Regions from separate parts of the Anas platyrhynchos genome. Here region 2 is linked to region 1. The links are chromatin contacts, called in public Hi-C maps. All regions are on one chromosome and are shown on one strand. Each heading gives the region's core, a stretch centred on a gene start, on an enhancer-like site or on the middle of the called end of the contact. The rest is flanking DNA. Distances are from core to core; before and after follow the strand shown.

Evidence for each region. Hi-C and Micro-C count contacts between places; a contact is called where the count stands out from the background.
Region 2: a contact with region 1 is called in a Hi-C map of skeletal muscle, with 4 times the contacts expected there. The contact joins the enhancer-like site here to the promoter of LOC101800907 in region 1. A contact is called at or near these places in 6 of 8 Hi-C or Micro-C datasets (F1 follicle, F5 follicle, liver and 2 more).

What each region holds. Positions count from the first base shown.
Region 1 is chr1:177,077,954-177,085,670 of IASCAAS_PekinDuck_T2T, forward strand. LOC101800907 reads right to left here and starts at 4,040. Exons shown (of 7, transcript XR_003501308.3): 1 at 3,642-4,040; 2 at 2,260-2,493; 3 at 1,957-2,171; 4 at 95-229. It overlaps GTF2F2 (general transcription factor IIF subunit 2), which reads left to right and starts at 6,923. Exons shown (of 9, transcript XM_027471966.3): 1 at 6,923-7,132. The coding sequence starts at 7,067.
Region 2 is chr1:177,162,152-177,169,868 of IASCAAS_PekinDuck_T2T, forward strand. It overlaps GTF2F2 (general transcription factor IIF subunit 2), which reads left to right. Exons shown (of 9, transcript XM_027471966.3): 9 at 4,553-5,426. The coding sequence ends at 4,672. LOC113842476 (small nucleolar RNA SNORA31) reads right to left here; the gene lies at 7,705-7,717. Among named protein-coding and RNA genes, the nearest start is that of TPT1, 7.8 kb to the right of the region's middle. Within about 2 kb of position 2,665, at least 1 of the 8 cell types and tissues checked has an H3K27ac peak or open chromatin away from gene starts, as enhancers often do.

The DNA of each region.
Region 1 (7,717 bases), core at 2,790-5,289:
AACAGTGACAGGGCTCAAGCAGACTCAGGCAGGCAAAGAAAAACACAAACACACTCCAGCAACAAAATATTATGAGTGAAAAAACCCAACTTACACTGTCTGCTGAAGTAAGTTTTTCCTTCATTCTCTGAGCTCTGTGTTCAAATTCTTTAGTCACATCAGACTCCACTGGTCCTTTGGCAGGCTTTGGGCCTATAATGTTGTCTTCTTCCTCACTGCCACTTGTTACCTTTCAAAAATAAAACAGTCACACTGTTAAGAATCTGAAGAAACAGTATAGCTTCTGTGGAAAGTTAACATTCCAGCCAGACCCAGTACAACCTCACAGGATTAGAATGATTTTGTCTAGAGGAGCAGATCAGCCTAACGCCCCTGCCTGTCAGATAACACAAACCCAGATTTCAGTTCCATGTCAGACCTGGTCTAGCACTTGGATACGGATACTCTAGGAAGTGCTGCTAGGAAGATTAAGAATTAGAGTGGCATCTAGAGTCTAATTACAGTCTAATCGCTTGCTGTTGTCATTTGCTTCTTAAATCGCTGTTGACATTGCTTTGTGAACAGTGACATTATTTGGAGGGCTGCTGAAAGAGCTGACTTTGAACAGGACTGGATGTGAAGAATCTCTGGGGATGCCAGGGGTTATACAAAAAGCTCATGGGTGCCTGTGAGCTGAAAGCAGCACAGATCTGGGGAGAGGCAGAACCAGACAAAAGGCAGAAAGGGGCGATGCTGCAGTGCCTTGGAAGCAAAGCTAAGGAGCTGACATCTACAAAAGTGAAATGATGCAGCCTGAGGGTGGGTGATAGAGCAACAGGAGCAGGATGCTAACAAGGCTGGACGCTCTGGATGCACAGAGCTTTACTTGGGAACACGAGGTGGCAGCAAAGAAGTTTTAGTTCAAGCTTAATGCTTATGGCTGCTCACGGACAGCACCTCACTGCTGTTGAGGGCTTTGAGCTAAGGAAGTCAGAGGATAGCAGGTGTGAAATCACTCCTGTGGGCACCTTTTGCTACCCTGCTGTGCTGTGATGACACTGCTCCGAGCTAGCCAAGCCAGTCAGCTCCATCTGCCTGCAGCAGTCAGCAGCTGTGAAAAGAGCAGAGAAGGCAAGCCTGCAGGTAGCAAGAGACACAGCCACGTATGGACCCCAAGGTGCAAGAAGAGGCATTAAAAAATTCAAATGCCTTTATGACCAGCTGCACCAAAAGGTTCTGAAAGGCCGAGGATGGAAGAAATAACCAGGCATTTATGAACACGACCAAGGCGAGTAGCTAACACCGATTTCTCCTGTAAGCTTTCTCCAAAGGATTTACAAAGCCAAATTTTCCCTAGCTAACTACCACTGCAATAGCACTTTTAGAGACTGTGGACCCTGCATTTCCTCTATTTTCTAAAGAAGGAGCTGGTGGAGAAGGGGAATAACTACCTTGAAAAGCCAAGCTAATAAAACAGTTCCCTCTCTGTATACAAACAAACGGAAAACTACAGAGATATAAAGCTTTCATAATAAATTGTGTTGTAAAGTAGTTAAGGATGAAAGACACTCCATGCTGGGTTTTAATTGAGGAACCATGTCTCATTTCCCTTCTTGTTAGTCTCAAGTTCAATTCACTCCATTATCACCTGCTGCAAATGAGATGCAATTAAACATTAAAAAATACAGCCCCATGTTTGAAGGGGAAATCAATACGAAGTCAAGAGTCAGCAGGGAATATGCTGTCTCTAAAGGTGTACTGAAATACAAAATAGTGAAATAAGATTAAAACAAAATACAAAATTAATCATCATAGTCAAAGGTTAGAAAAATAAAATAATACATTATCAAGAAGAGGAAACAACAGTATCATAAACTAAGTTGTCTGCAGCAAAGCTGATACTTGATCTGTTCAGGGAAAAAAAGGCTTTTCTGTTGTTTGTAAAATACAGGAGCAGACCAGTTTTGACATCCCTACCTCAAGAGATCTGTCATGATGATAAATTGCTTAATCGTTATTTGGAGATACAAGATGATGTGTATCTTAGAAGTGTCAGACAATCATTCTTCATGATAGATTATGACAACTCTCACTGTAGGAGGCTGGTGAATGACACACATCACAGATACAAATCAAAATTGAACTTTCAGAGCAGCCCTTGTCCCATTCCTTCCTCGTATGTCCTGTAGTGTCTGGGGGTTAAACCCAAACATTTTCAGTATCTTAGAAATAAACAGAATAGCAGTTCAAATATAAATTAATTGTCAAAAGCTTGCTTACGAGGTGCTGCTCAAGAAGGTTGTGGGTTTCTCTGAGGTGCCACTTGCCATCTGCCAGCCCTCTGCAGGTGATACAGATCCCTCAGAATGGTACCAGGGGCCCTGCTTTAGGAAGCTGAGGCCAAACGCACGCTGCTCTTTCTCCAACACCAAGGCCAAATTTGCTCCTTCTGGTCTCTCACTGCCCTTTAAGGCACAGCATCAGCAAACTGCTGTCAACTTCAGTTTGCTTTCCCTTGGAGGAGGGAAGAGAAGAAAGGTTTTGTGATGCCTTTTAACGTCACCGATTCACTTTTGGACAGCAACTCAGCAAGTAGTGTGATAATTAAGCTACCTCCAGGAACACACAAAGGTGAGAATTTATTTCCAATGGTGAGCACAGCTCAAAACAGACTACAAACTGTGCCTGCTGTACTGGAAAGAGCTCTTTAATAATCTGCCATCATATTCCTCAAAGCTTATGAAAACCCAAACAATTATCACCTGCCGAAATATCCAGGTGACAGAATCCTCACAATACATCAGGCAGAGGCTGGACTTAGGATGATCTCCACTCTCTGAGCTTTTGGGCAATCAAACGTAACGTGATGTGAACTGAATTACTCTCATTATGGCCTCTGAGTTGAAGGACAACCTGACCAGTGCAGCCCCGCTGTAGCAATGTTATGACCAGGACCTGAGAGGGGGAAATCAAAATCCAGCCACAAGCACGAACATGAGCTCAGGCCATGGCAAGGGCAGCGGTGAACCCCCCAAACCAAGAGGGGGGGTTCAAGAAAAGCTCTAGCTTACCATGAATTAAGCTCTCCTTTAATACACCTGGGATTTCACAGATGCAAAGGACGCTTTCATGGTGTTGGGCACCAAGTCCTTACTGAGGCAAGCAAGAAGATGGGTGTTGCGGCATCCTCCTGATGGCTCACATACACATTTTAAGATCACCTTTACTCTTCACCTTCATGCATAAATACTTCTCGAAAATTTACAAGTACTGGACTTCTGCATAACATCGATAAACAACAACATCCCTTCTAAAGGGGAAGGAAATCTGTTCATCTATGTTTATATTTTACACTGGAACGATTCAAATACTTTTGAAAAGCCACAAATTGCCACTCAAGCTGCTCTTAAATTGGGAATGCTTGCTTTGTCAGGTCTGGAAAAGGTAACACGGAACAACAGCTTTTCTACAAGAACGGCACACAGAGCTAAGAAAAAGGATGCCCGCACATAACAAGGCACAGCCTGGTGCCTGTAACTTCCCTGCCGGCTGGGAAAGGAGCTGTCCCGGAAAGAAAAGGCGGCTCAGCACGCAAAACCCCGAGCTTATAGGAAACCCCTGGCTGCTGTTACAACCCCCCCGCTGTCAAATAAAGCGCTCACCTTGCCGAGCCACACACCGGTGCTGTGCCTGGCCCCGCTCAGGTCCAGCTCTCGCCCCTCTCGCCCCATGGCACGGCCCCGGCCGATGGCGGACACGGGGCTGGAGGCTCCGAGCTCCCGCCCCGGGGACGCCCAAAATGGCGGCCGGGGGAGGGGAAAGAGAGAATAGGGTCTGGGAGATTGCCTGGTGCTCTGAGGGAGCCTCCTGCCTGCCCCTTGGTGCCCACTGCCCCTGGCCTGGCGCTGGGCACCCCTGAACAGAGCCTTCTCCAACAAGTCACAAGCCAGCTCCTCATGCTGCCTTTGCTTTTGCATGCCACTTTTCACCTGCAATTACCAGCCCTAGGGAAGGGATGTGGCATTGACAAGAGCAACCCAGCCATAACAACACACTGCTGGCCATCTTACATGGGCCAGAAAAATTCCTTCCCTCCTCTATCTGGTTTTTAAGTGGTGGTGGGTGTGACCTGAGCATACCAACAGAACTGAAACAGGAGGCAGGGAGACAACTTTGTCGCTAACTTGCTGCCTGTTCTAGAGGAAAATGATATTGCTGAGCTCCTCATTTGTGCCAGACCCATCCCCAAGCTGCCTTACAGCAGGGCAGGGAGCAATATGTCAGCTGGGAAGTGCCCAGAGAGGATTTGGGTGCAGAGTTTTGTGGAGTTACACTGGAGGAGAGAGTGAGGTCACGGCTGCCCCCATATTGCCTTGGCTATCCGGCCATGCCTCTGGGCCTCCCTTAGAGGGAGTGCCCCCAGGCCATCCTTAGAGCCCCCAGGAAAAAAACTGCACTATCACCAGCACAGAGCATCAGCGGGGCATGCTGCATCCAGAAATTACATCTTTGTATTGCAGGAGACACTCTGGAGTGACTGTTGTCTTAATGAAATCTGTTAATGAAATCTTAATGAAATCTGTTTTTAGTGGCAGCTGACTAACTGTATAGATTAAGCCACCCTCCCAGATGAATTCTACAGACACGTATAGTTCTAACATAAAACTAAACCAACCCCAAATATATGAAACATAATTAATCCTTATCAGAGTATTTCCATGTTAGCTGCTGTCCCTTCAGGCATACAAAAAGCATTGCCCTTCTTGGTTAGCTAGGTGCTTGCCTGCAATTCAAAAGACAGACTGCCCTACCTGAGATGTCCTACTGAGCCTGCTTTCAAGCCATGTGAGCAATGCCTTGCATAACGAGCCAGGGTTATGCTTTGCTTGGTGCTAGTGTAGTCTCAGAGGGAATATGGCCTTCGCTGTTGTGCACCACACTTCAAGGAAGACGTGAACCCACACGGCAGAGAATTCAGAGAGCAATAGGCGTGACCAGAGGTCTAGTAAACGGGAGCTGAGAGACCAAATTGGATGACCTGAGGTGGCTGAGTACACTGGCGACAAAGCAAAGGGATCTGTCTCAGTAAAGGGATAAAGTGAAACTGCAGAGCTGAAGGTAATCAAATGCTTTCCACGTCCACAGTGAACAGCAAAGAAATAATGAGCTCCAAGTGCAACAGGGGAAGCTTAGTCTAGACATGGAGAAAAGCTCCCAGTGCTTGCGAACAAGTCATACAGTAGGGCCCAAAGGGCTGTACAGAGGGGATCTGAGTGCAGCAGCCCTTCTCAGAGCAGAACCAGCCGCACAAAAGCCAGAAACGTTCAGTGCCTGAGACTGTGTCCCCCCTGGAGCAGCCAGATCCAGTGCTTCACGTCCTTAATAGGAGTAAGCGCCCTTTTCTGCAAGCCAAGCTGAATTCTCCACTTTCTTTCCAAGGGGAACCTGGAGAACCCATTTCCCTCTTCCCTTTTCCCCTGCACACATACACATGTGAAAGCTATAAGCATATTCCTGATCCCCTCTTCCCCACTGCCCTTATGCTGGGGAGTCCTATGAGGAAGAATTTGGTTTCACTGCTGGCTAGAGCTCCTGGTGTCCCTCTGCCTCCTGGACAGAGGAACTGGAAGTCATGGAAGGGAACATGCACAGCATTTCCATTCCCTGTCTGGTTGTTTTTTGAGGTTGTTGTTATCCACTGCTATTGTTCCATGTGGCACCAGTGATACTGCCAGGAGCGGTCTGAGGAGTATCCCTGAGTTTCATCAGCGACCCAACTTAAATGTCTCTATGGTAATGCACGTAGCATGGGGAATAACCAAGAGGAGTTAGAGATCTGCTTGGTAGAGCACTATGGGGACAAAGCCCTGGAGGGAAGAAGGACCCAAGAAAGCTGGTTAATATTCAAGGAACACCTCCTCCAAGCTCAGGAACAATGCATCCCAACAAAGAGGAAGCTGGGGAAGAATGCCACATGGCCTGCATGGAGGCCTGCATGGATGGACAAGGAGCTCCTGGCCAAACACAAGTAGAAAATGGAAGCTTACAGAGGGTGGAAACAAGACAGATCCTCCTGGAAACTCTGAATGGATTGAGAGCAGCTTGGAGGAGAAGGACCAGGAGGTGTTGGTTGTTGAGAAGCTTGACACGAGCCAGCAGTGTGTGCTTGCAGCCCAGAAAGCCAACTATATCCTGGCCTGCACCAAAAATGGTGTGGCCAGCAGGGGGAGGGTGTGATTGTCCCCCTCTGCTCTGCTCTTGTTGAGACCCCCCCTGGAGTGCTGCCTTCAGCTCTGGGGCCTCCATTATAAGAAGGACAAGGACCTACTAGAACAAGTCCAGAGGAGGGCCATGAAGATGATCAAGGGGATAGAACACCTCTCCTATGAAGACAAGATGAGAGAATTGGGGTTGTTCAGTGTGGAGAAGGCTCTGGGGAAACTTCATAGTGGCCTTATATTGCCTGAAGGGGGCCTGCAGGAAAGCTGGGGAAGGAATCTGTCAGGGAGTGGAGGGGTAGGACAAGGGGGAATGGATTAAAACTAAAGGAGGGGAGATTTGGATTAGATGTTAGGAGGAGATTCTTAACTGTGCGGATGGTGAGGCCCTGGCACAGGCTGCCCAGAGAAGCTGTGGCTGCCCCATCCCTGGAGGTGCTCAAGGCCAGGCTGGATGGGGCTTTGGGCAACCTGGCCTGGTAGGAGGTGTCCCTGCCCATGGCAGGGGGGTGGAACTGGTGGGCTTTGAGGTCCCTTCCAACCCCAACCATTCTGTGTTTCTGCAATACCCATGGGGCCAACCACCCTCCCACGTCCTGAAATGATGCGAGTACGATGCTATTTTGTATTTAATCAGCACTCTCGGGGACGTGAATTCTCTCTGTGGTGTTTCCCCTAACCCCTCCCCCCCGGCCGCCATTTTGGGCGTCCCCGGGGCGGGCTCCCGCAGCCTCCACCCCCGTCCCCTCCGCTGGCGGCCGGGGCCGTTTGTCCGCCTTGGGCCGCCGTCGGTGCTCGGGGGCCGGGGGAGGGCAGCGGGAGGAGCCGGGGCAGGAGCGGGGCCGGTGGGGGCCGGTGGCGGCCGAGCCATGAGCGAGAAGGGCGAGCTGGACCTGAGCGGGGCCAAGCACAACACCGGCATGTGGCTCGTCAAGGTGAGCGGGGCGCGGGCCCGGGAGCCGCTCGGTGCCATCTTAGGGCTGGAGGCGGCTCCTCAGCCTCCTGGGGGCAGGCAGCAGGCACTGGGCGTCCTCCTGAGGGGGTGTGAGAGGGGAAGGGGCTTCCCTGGTGCCGGGTCTGGGTGCTGAGGGGTGTCACTTGGTGCTCTGCTTGGGAAGGATGTAGCTGGCCTAGAAGCAGCTCGGAGGACAGCATGAGGAGTGATCAGAGGAATGGTGTCTGTGAGGGAATTCCCCAATACGCTGTTACCTTTTGTGCTAGGGAGGTGATTGATTTCCTGGCTGTGTGTACAGACTTGGGGATGAGAGGCTGGAGGGCAGCCCCACAGAAAGGGCTCTGGGGGTTGTGGTCCCACAAGCTGAACAGGAGCCAGCAGCGTGCCCTGGCAGCCAGGAGGGCCAACCGCACCCTGGGGTGCATCAGGCCCAGCACTGCCAGCTGGGTGAGGGAAGGGATTGTCCTCCAGCACTGTGTGCAGCTCTGGTGCCACGGTGTAAGGAGGGCACAAAGCTGTCAGTGCCCAAAGGAGCGGCTGAGGTCCCTGGGTTTGCTCAGCCCCG
Region 2 (7,717 bases), core at 1,415-3,914, 83 kb after region 1:
TTGTGTAGTATAAGGTGCACAATCCGTGTGGTTATGAAGCTGCACAGAGATGTTAAATTCAAATACATGCAGCTACACAGTGCTGTAGTATCCTGGAAGAAACTAGCTGGATACTTTATTCATTTTTTCTATTTCATTCATTTATCTAATGAGTCAACTCCTTATCTGCGTGGCAGAGGCGGCGGGTAGATCATGGAAGCTGAGAAGGAGGAAGGAATGGGAGGAAGATACGAAGGCAGTGGCAAGAAAATGTTAGGATTTTTCTTTCTAAGTAAGAGATAGGTGTGACAGTCACTATCTGGATAATTTGGAATGCAAGTAGATGCAGATTTATCCCACCGAACATGACTTCAGCTAGAAATAGTCTTCCGCAACTCCCACTTAAGCCATGGGAGAACAAAAGTTTTCTTCTCCCTGTGAGGCACTTACCTCTGGAACATACCTGGCGCTGCGTGAACTCAAAGCAGCCTGGAAGAACTGTGCTTCTGACACAGGTTTCTTCACTGAGCACCAAATACTGGGCAAGATGATCCAGCTTTTGTCTTAGTCTTCTCCCCAAGGATTAAACGTAAAGGGCATTTTGTGTTTGGAAAATACCTCAGATTAATTTTATTATGTGATAAATGATTTTATGATAAATTTCTAATCGTGACTGTGGATCTCTGCTGTCAATAGATGCTCCTGAATGCCCACAGCATGGTGCACCAGCTGCATAGGCAAGGTCTAGAAGACAGCCCCCCTGTTCTTATTTACCTGAGGGTTCCTGACATCGTTCCAGCTGTTAGACTTTTTCCCCTGAGTGATCTGTGCAGTCTCAGTTTCATCCTGTGTGCGAGGATTAGGGATCTGCTGTTAATTCCTAGGTGGATCTTTGCGGTAGGTGTCTGTGTCCTTCCAGCATCCTCATGCCTGGATTCTCTAAACGAAGCAAATCTTCCTGATGTCTTTCTTCATTCAGTGGGTAGCCAATACACTGATAAAATCAAAAGCAAGCTGTCACAATTCCCTAACTGGACTCTAAAAACTTCTGTAGGGACTTGCTGGTGGCATTCATTTCCATTTAAAAATGCTGGCCGTCATCTCCCACTGCGCTGCCAGCTTCCACCCCGTCTGCAGGTTTCCCTGATGCTGAGAAACTTCAGCCTCTGGCCTAAAGTTTTTTTTTTTTTACTTTTCTGAAAATAAAGTATCCATTGCTGGCTCCCACTGCGACCCCATTGCTCGCAGGGCAGCTGTGCTTCCTAAAAAACCATGCAAATGCCAACAGGTTGAATAGGCACGCCGTCCCCGTGCCGCAGAAGTTGGCTGTTAATTAATCTCCACTGGGTGTTCGCTGCTTTATTTTCTGTCAGAGCATCTCAGATTTTCTGTAATTTCTCCTCTGGTTTCTAAACGTTGAGGTTATTTTCAGAAGTGAGAAAAAAACGTTGCTGCTGCTGTCTCGGCAGCTCTGGTTAAAATGAAGTCCTAGGTGCCTACATTGCTGGTTAATAGTATTAAAAATACTCTTCTCCGAGGGAATCGAAGTCTTTTTTAGGGAAATAACAAATAAATAAGGGTATTTTTCGTACCCAACGGTAAGTGCAAACAGCAAGTGGAATCCCTGCTACAGAATATATTCCATGTTGCATGGGAAGTTGCTGCCATCTTTATTTTGAGACTATGATCTCCCAAAGCGAGCTGTTCCTGAATGCAAACTGCTGTTACGTTAGGGAAGCCCGGCTTTGTTTGTTTCTCTTTTTAATGAAAAGTAACAATTTGCATTAGTGGGCAAATCTGTTGTCATCTACCCAGATGAAAATACAGAGCGCTCCCTGGAAACGTTGCGGTAATTCCAGATTTGGGCGTAATGGCTGAGAACAAAACCTGCTTTTTATGTCAGCAATCAAATATTTATAAGAAACGGAGCCAGTGGTCTAATAGGAACTGTATTTTTTCAAAATACCGTATACTGGTTGCAGTTTTTTCTTACCTTTCAGCTTTAAGTATTGGTTATGCTCAGTCTGTTTGGGGTTTTCTTTTGCCGAAAGTTTCAGGAGGGTTTTCAGAGCTTGGAAGTTAATGCCTCTTTCAAAAATGCTTTTATCTCATAATTCTACAACAGCATTTCATTTTTTATGTAAAATAGAGGATGTGTAACAGAGCAGAGGCTGCCTTAACCATACAAACAGATTACCCACAGATTAATTTATGTATTATGATTACGTGTATACAAATACATAGAAACTTTCTGTGAGAAGCAGTTACAGGTCCCTGATCAGTGCTCACCAGGTTCTAACGTGTGGTTTTTGGCACTGCGGAGGAATGTGGAGGTGAGAGGCTTCTCGTGATGCTGTAGCATCAGGCTGAGCCTGCCTGAAGATGCAGGTGGGCCCTGGTGCCTGGGGAAGAAGGGATCCCACGGGAGGAACCATCGTGTCCTCTGGGCACGCTGCTTGCTCTCCAGATAGGTGAAGAAGAGCAGGATTATCCCTCGTGCTCCTCCCATCCCACCTGGAGCCTTGGCTCCCAGCTGCAGATCAGCTCTCTCAGCACAGTAACTGCATTTTGCTCTACTTCACCTGCCTAAGTGCATTTTTATTCATTTTTCACTCTCACGAAGCCGTCTGCATGGTGAGGAGTGGAGCTTAACCTTGAATCCGAGTGCCTTTCTCCCTCCCACACTCTGCCATCTCCTGAAGTATCTGGTGGTGGCACCAACAGCTAGCTCACACGCACACACGGGGATGGCAAACAAAGCCGGGGAGATGCAAGCAAACACAGCTACACATCCCCGACATCAACAGCGTCTTCACCTGCTCTCATCACCTCTTAAAAAACACTCTGGGCAACAGCACCCTCCTTGCTGCTGTAGTGAGCACATCTGTTTGAGTGACCTGGCTGCCAAATAATGACAGTGCTCTACATCAGGTTGCGCTTGGAAAGGTGTGCAGGGAGAAATCGATCTCCTGCTGCCACCTGCTGGGCTTTGCACGCTCAAAGACTGAAATCATCCCGGCAGTGAACACCCTCGTCTCCATTTGTGGCCACCTTGGTTGAAGAAATACCCTAAGAAATGAGAAGTGCATCCCATCAGGTGTATATATCATCCTGCTGGACAAAGTGGTCTCATTTGGATAGCCCTCGATGCTCTGGGACACGTTTTTAAGGATCATTTTGCTACGTGCATCTAAACATCATTGTTAGTGTGGGATCAGGATGGTTTGGGCTTCCTAAATTTTCATATGTAACACAAGTGAGAGTAACAATCCCCTTCTCTAAAAGCCACTTTGATTTTTAAAGCGTATTTTTACTCATTTCCCAGTTTTTCCATTTGGCAAAGCACAAGCAGAGTGTAAAGAAGAGCCCGGGCGATTCTTTTTTGGGGTCATCAGCAAAGCTTTACCGTGTTACAGCTCGGAGTAGGTGCAGCCACAGAAAGCAGAAGGGTGCCCGTAACTCCTGCTCAGTGTAAGCACTCGCGGAGGATTAAATTGTTCAGACGAAAGCAATTATGAATTCAACGTGGAGATGCTTAAACCGTGGCCTGCGGTTGCCATGGCGATCAGCCCAAGTCAGCGCTGATTAATATTTAAACAAACAAGCAGGCAAATGGCTCTTGAAAAAAACTGCAGCAAATTGCTGGTGTTTAATACAAGGAGCTGGGAGCTGTCTGGTGTCAAAGTTCATACTACTGGTTATCAGACCTCTGCTTTTTTTTTTTTTTCCCCCTAATTTCCCTTAATGTTTGAATTTCCCTTCCTAGTCTTAATATTTGAGTGTATTAGGAAATGCTCTGGCACCTACTCAACCCTCCTCTAAAAACAAGGCAGCAGTAAAACGCCTCAAGCTTTGCAAAGCAGTACAAAACCCAACAGCTTGGGGCTTGGGTGGGATCAGAAGAAGACAGGGTTTTGAGATACCGAAAATCCCAGTGCAAGCGAGCTGATTCCTCTACCGAAAAGCCAAGAGCTCTTAGCTGGGCTTGTGAAATCCCAGCAGGATTCTCCCTGCCCTCTGTGGGAGACGGGAGCCTGGGTGAGATCTTTGAGCACCTGGTTGGGTGGCATCTTGAAATGTCTTGAAATATCCGGTGGTGTTCATTTCACAGTCACAGAATCACCAAGGTTGGAAGAGACCCCCAAGATCATCGAGTCCAACCTCTGACCTAACACTAACAGTCCCCACTAAACCATATCCCTAAGCTCTACATCTAAACGTCTTTTAAAGACCTCCAGGGATGGTGACTCCACCACCTCCCTGGGCAGCCTGTTCCAGTGCCTAACAACCCTTTCGGTAAAGAAGTTCTTCCAAATATCCAACCTAAAACTCCTCTGGCACAACTTTAGCCCATTCCCCCTCGTCCTGTCACCAGGCACGTGGGAAAACAGGCCAACCCCCACCTCGCTACAGCCTCCTTTAATTTCAGTGGGGTCCTCATCAAAGCAGTGCTGCTCAACCATGTAAAGAAAGGTGGTTTTGCTGTCTGTCGGGTTATTTCCTAATTGGTCGTGCTAACGAAGTAAGCGTGCCTTTATAGCTTGTTCATAACTTGGGTTTTGTTTCCTTTCAGATATACTTGAAAGAAATCCTCCGAGAAATAGGCATCTACAACGTGAAGGGGACCCACAAAAACACGTGGGAGCTGAAGCCGGAATACAGACATTACCAAGTGGAAGACAAGAGCGATTAACAAAACCCCTACGAAGCAGAAGAGGACTACAGAGGAGAGTGACCGCACCGAGGGAGCTGCTGTGGGTTTCCAGACAGAACTGAGCACAGCCCAACTGTGCAAGGCTAAATTAAAATCCAAACAACCAATCCTTTGTAATTTTCCGTAGCCTCGTTTGTTTTTCAGAGGAATATTTCTTGTAAGTTTCTATAAATGTTTGTCTTTGGACAAAAAAAAATATTTATAGAATAAACTTGTATTAGATTTATCTTTATTAGAAATCTGGTGAGTTCAGATCTTGCTTTTTCTGGATAGCTTCGTGCTTTTTCTAAGCCTCAATAACTCAGGAGGAAAACGTGTCCTGGAGGAAGCTGTAACTCTGTGTTTGTTGCCTTCCTGTAGAGCCGAGTTCCTGCTCTTTGCTTCTGCTGGGATCCGCCGGGGCTTTAGCTGCAAGGCTGCAGAGATGCTCAGTGCTTTGTGTAACGTTTGGCTGTGCTCTTTTTGGGAGAAACAGCCCAGCCGTGGTGCTCAGCACAGGCCTCAGGCTTCGTGGGAACAAATAAATAAATAAAAAAAAATAAGGAAAGGCGGTTTGTGGGGGAAAGAAGACAATCCCTTCTGGGTGGCTACTGGGGAAAAAAAAAGGCAATGTCTGTCTACTAACTACATCAAGGAACAGATCTATCTTTTTTTTTTTTAATTATTAATATTATTTTATCTATGTTTCATGCTTCAGCACACCAATAAAAGCATTATTTTAATTTGTACCCAGCACTGATCTGCCTTATTGACTGAGATTTTGATATTTAGGTATGAATTTCAAATCAAACGTATTTAGCGGTGGCTTTGTCACAGGGTTTCTGTGTTTTTTGGGGAAGATTTCTTAAGGTATCCACATCCCCAGTCCCCCATTTCTGAAGTGCACATTGCACTTGCAAAAAAATGAATTGTGCATTCAGCATCCTGTAGGGGTGGAGCAGGGAGGGAGGTGGCAAAGGACTGCTGGGTTGTGATCTCAAAGCTCGTGTGTTAGAAAACAGAGCAAAGAAAAACGGAACAGAAAACACCTCATTGGTGTGCCTGTAAATGAAACAGGTGAGGTTTTGTAGCGTGGCTGTCACTTCCCTCCGGTCCTTCAGACATGTGCATCATTTCTGCACATGGTAATAAAATAATTGGGCTATTGGAAAAGCCAACACACCACTACTGCACTTGGGAGGAATAAAAGCTTGGGAGGGGGGTCCAGTGCCCTAGGAGCTTTGTAAAACAAGTGCCCTGCTCTCTGTGCGCGTCACACGTTGTGGTTTCACTCAGATCATGTTTTTCAGAGCTGTTCGTCTCAGTCCCTGCCTGCTGATGCTTCCTGCTGGCGCCCAGCCTTCTGTCCAGGCTTTAGGAACAGCTGAGCGTGTCCAACAGACCCGGAGTGATCCTGCAGATCCTGCCAGTGCCACGAGCAGGAGGCCCCAGCCCGCCGGCTGCGGCGGAAGATATTTGAAAGCTGTGAAAAGGAGCCCAGGAAGCCGGCGGTCACGGTATGGCGTGTGCTCCCCGGGCCTCCTCCAGTCCCCTGCAGGGATATTTATATCTATTTATATCTATTTATGCTAATATTTAGAGTTTGGGGCAACCTGGTTTGGAGCCAGCAGGTGAGAATGAGCCCAAACCTGCTGGGTCTGCACCATGCCAGCCAGGGGGGGAGGGGACCACGGAGCCACCCCCAGGGCGCAGGCAGGCGGCGGTGAACCCCCAGGAGCAAATTTCCAGGAGGTTTCTGAATGTGACAACTGAAAAAAAAAAAAAAAAAAAAGCAAGGGTACAGAGGTGGAGAGGTCAACGGGAGGTATCTCACCCACCCCAGGCAGTCAGCAGCCACACAGAGCCAAGGTGGTGTGAGGGAGGCTTTTCCCAAGCGCATCGCTGCACGCAGGCTGGAGAGATGCATTAAAAACGGAAAAAATGACCCAAAAAGTGGATTTGGGATGCGAGCTATCAAAACCCAGGTGGGGAGGTGCAGCTGTGAAGAGGAGGAACAGGCAGGGAAGGGAAAAGCCAAGGAGAGCCTCAGGCACACCCAGCACAGGATTTTCTTCTGCCAGCCGTGACACGCCACGTGGTCAAGCACAGAAGTAGGAAATGATGAAGGAGGGAGGGAGGCTGCTGGCTTTTTTTTTTTTCTTTTTATAACCTGTCAGCTGGCTCCAGGCTGGTGAAGGCGTGTGGGGCTGAAACCTGAGCTGCCAGGGCAAAGATCGCTCCTGGAGCCTCTTCACCCGCTCCGGGGGTTTGGACTCTTCCCATGGCAGAGCCCTGCAGCTGCAGAAATGCTTTCCTGAGGAATGCAGGATACCAGGCTGATAAGTGCGTGTTTAAAACAGGAAAACAAGCCGCAGCTGCTGCCGGGCTGTCCTTCAGCTCGGTCTTTCACTATCAGGGTTGTTTGTTGTGAATGGGGACTCGTCGCAAACCCTGGCCTTGCCCTGCCCCTGCCCAGTTCCCAGTCACAGCACTTCCACACCACCTTAATTGGTAATTAACCAAGCAAGTGCTCACTCCCCCAGCCTTTAAGGAACTCCTTTTTTCACTGGTGTGATCTTTCCTTTTTCCTCACCTGGTAAACAAAGTCCTTTGTTGGTAGAGCAAGGACCGCCTCACTGATTTTTATTTTTATCCCACATTTTGAGCATAACTCCCCTTGGCTGAGGGCAGGGGAGCGTTAATCCCGGCTGCTCGGGTTACCCCACACTCGCACCGCAGCCAGAGCAACAGCTGCCCCCAGACCTTCCTGGGCAGGGGCTTGGGATGTAAAAGGAGTTCCTACAACTGCAGCCGGGCGTGTTTCAGATGGGCACCCCTCAGAGAGCCCCTTAGGGCGCTCTGCTCCCACCTCCAGCCCCTATCTTGCTCCTCCCAGCCCGCTCCTTATCTGACCGCTGCACGAACCTCCCTCTGCCTGCACTCAGGCTATCTGCGAGGCCGTGCCCACCCCATACAGGCCCTTTCTGTCCCCAAACTCCTGCTGGCACTGCAGCTCGAGGCTGCCTCGGGGCCTTTGTGCTCCCT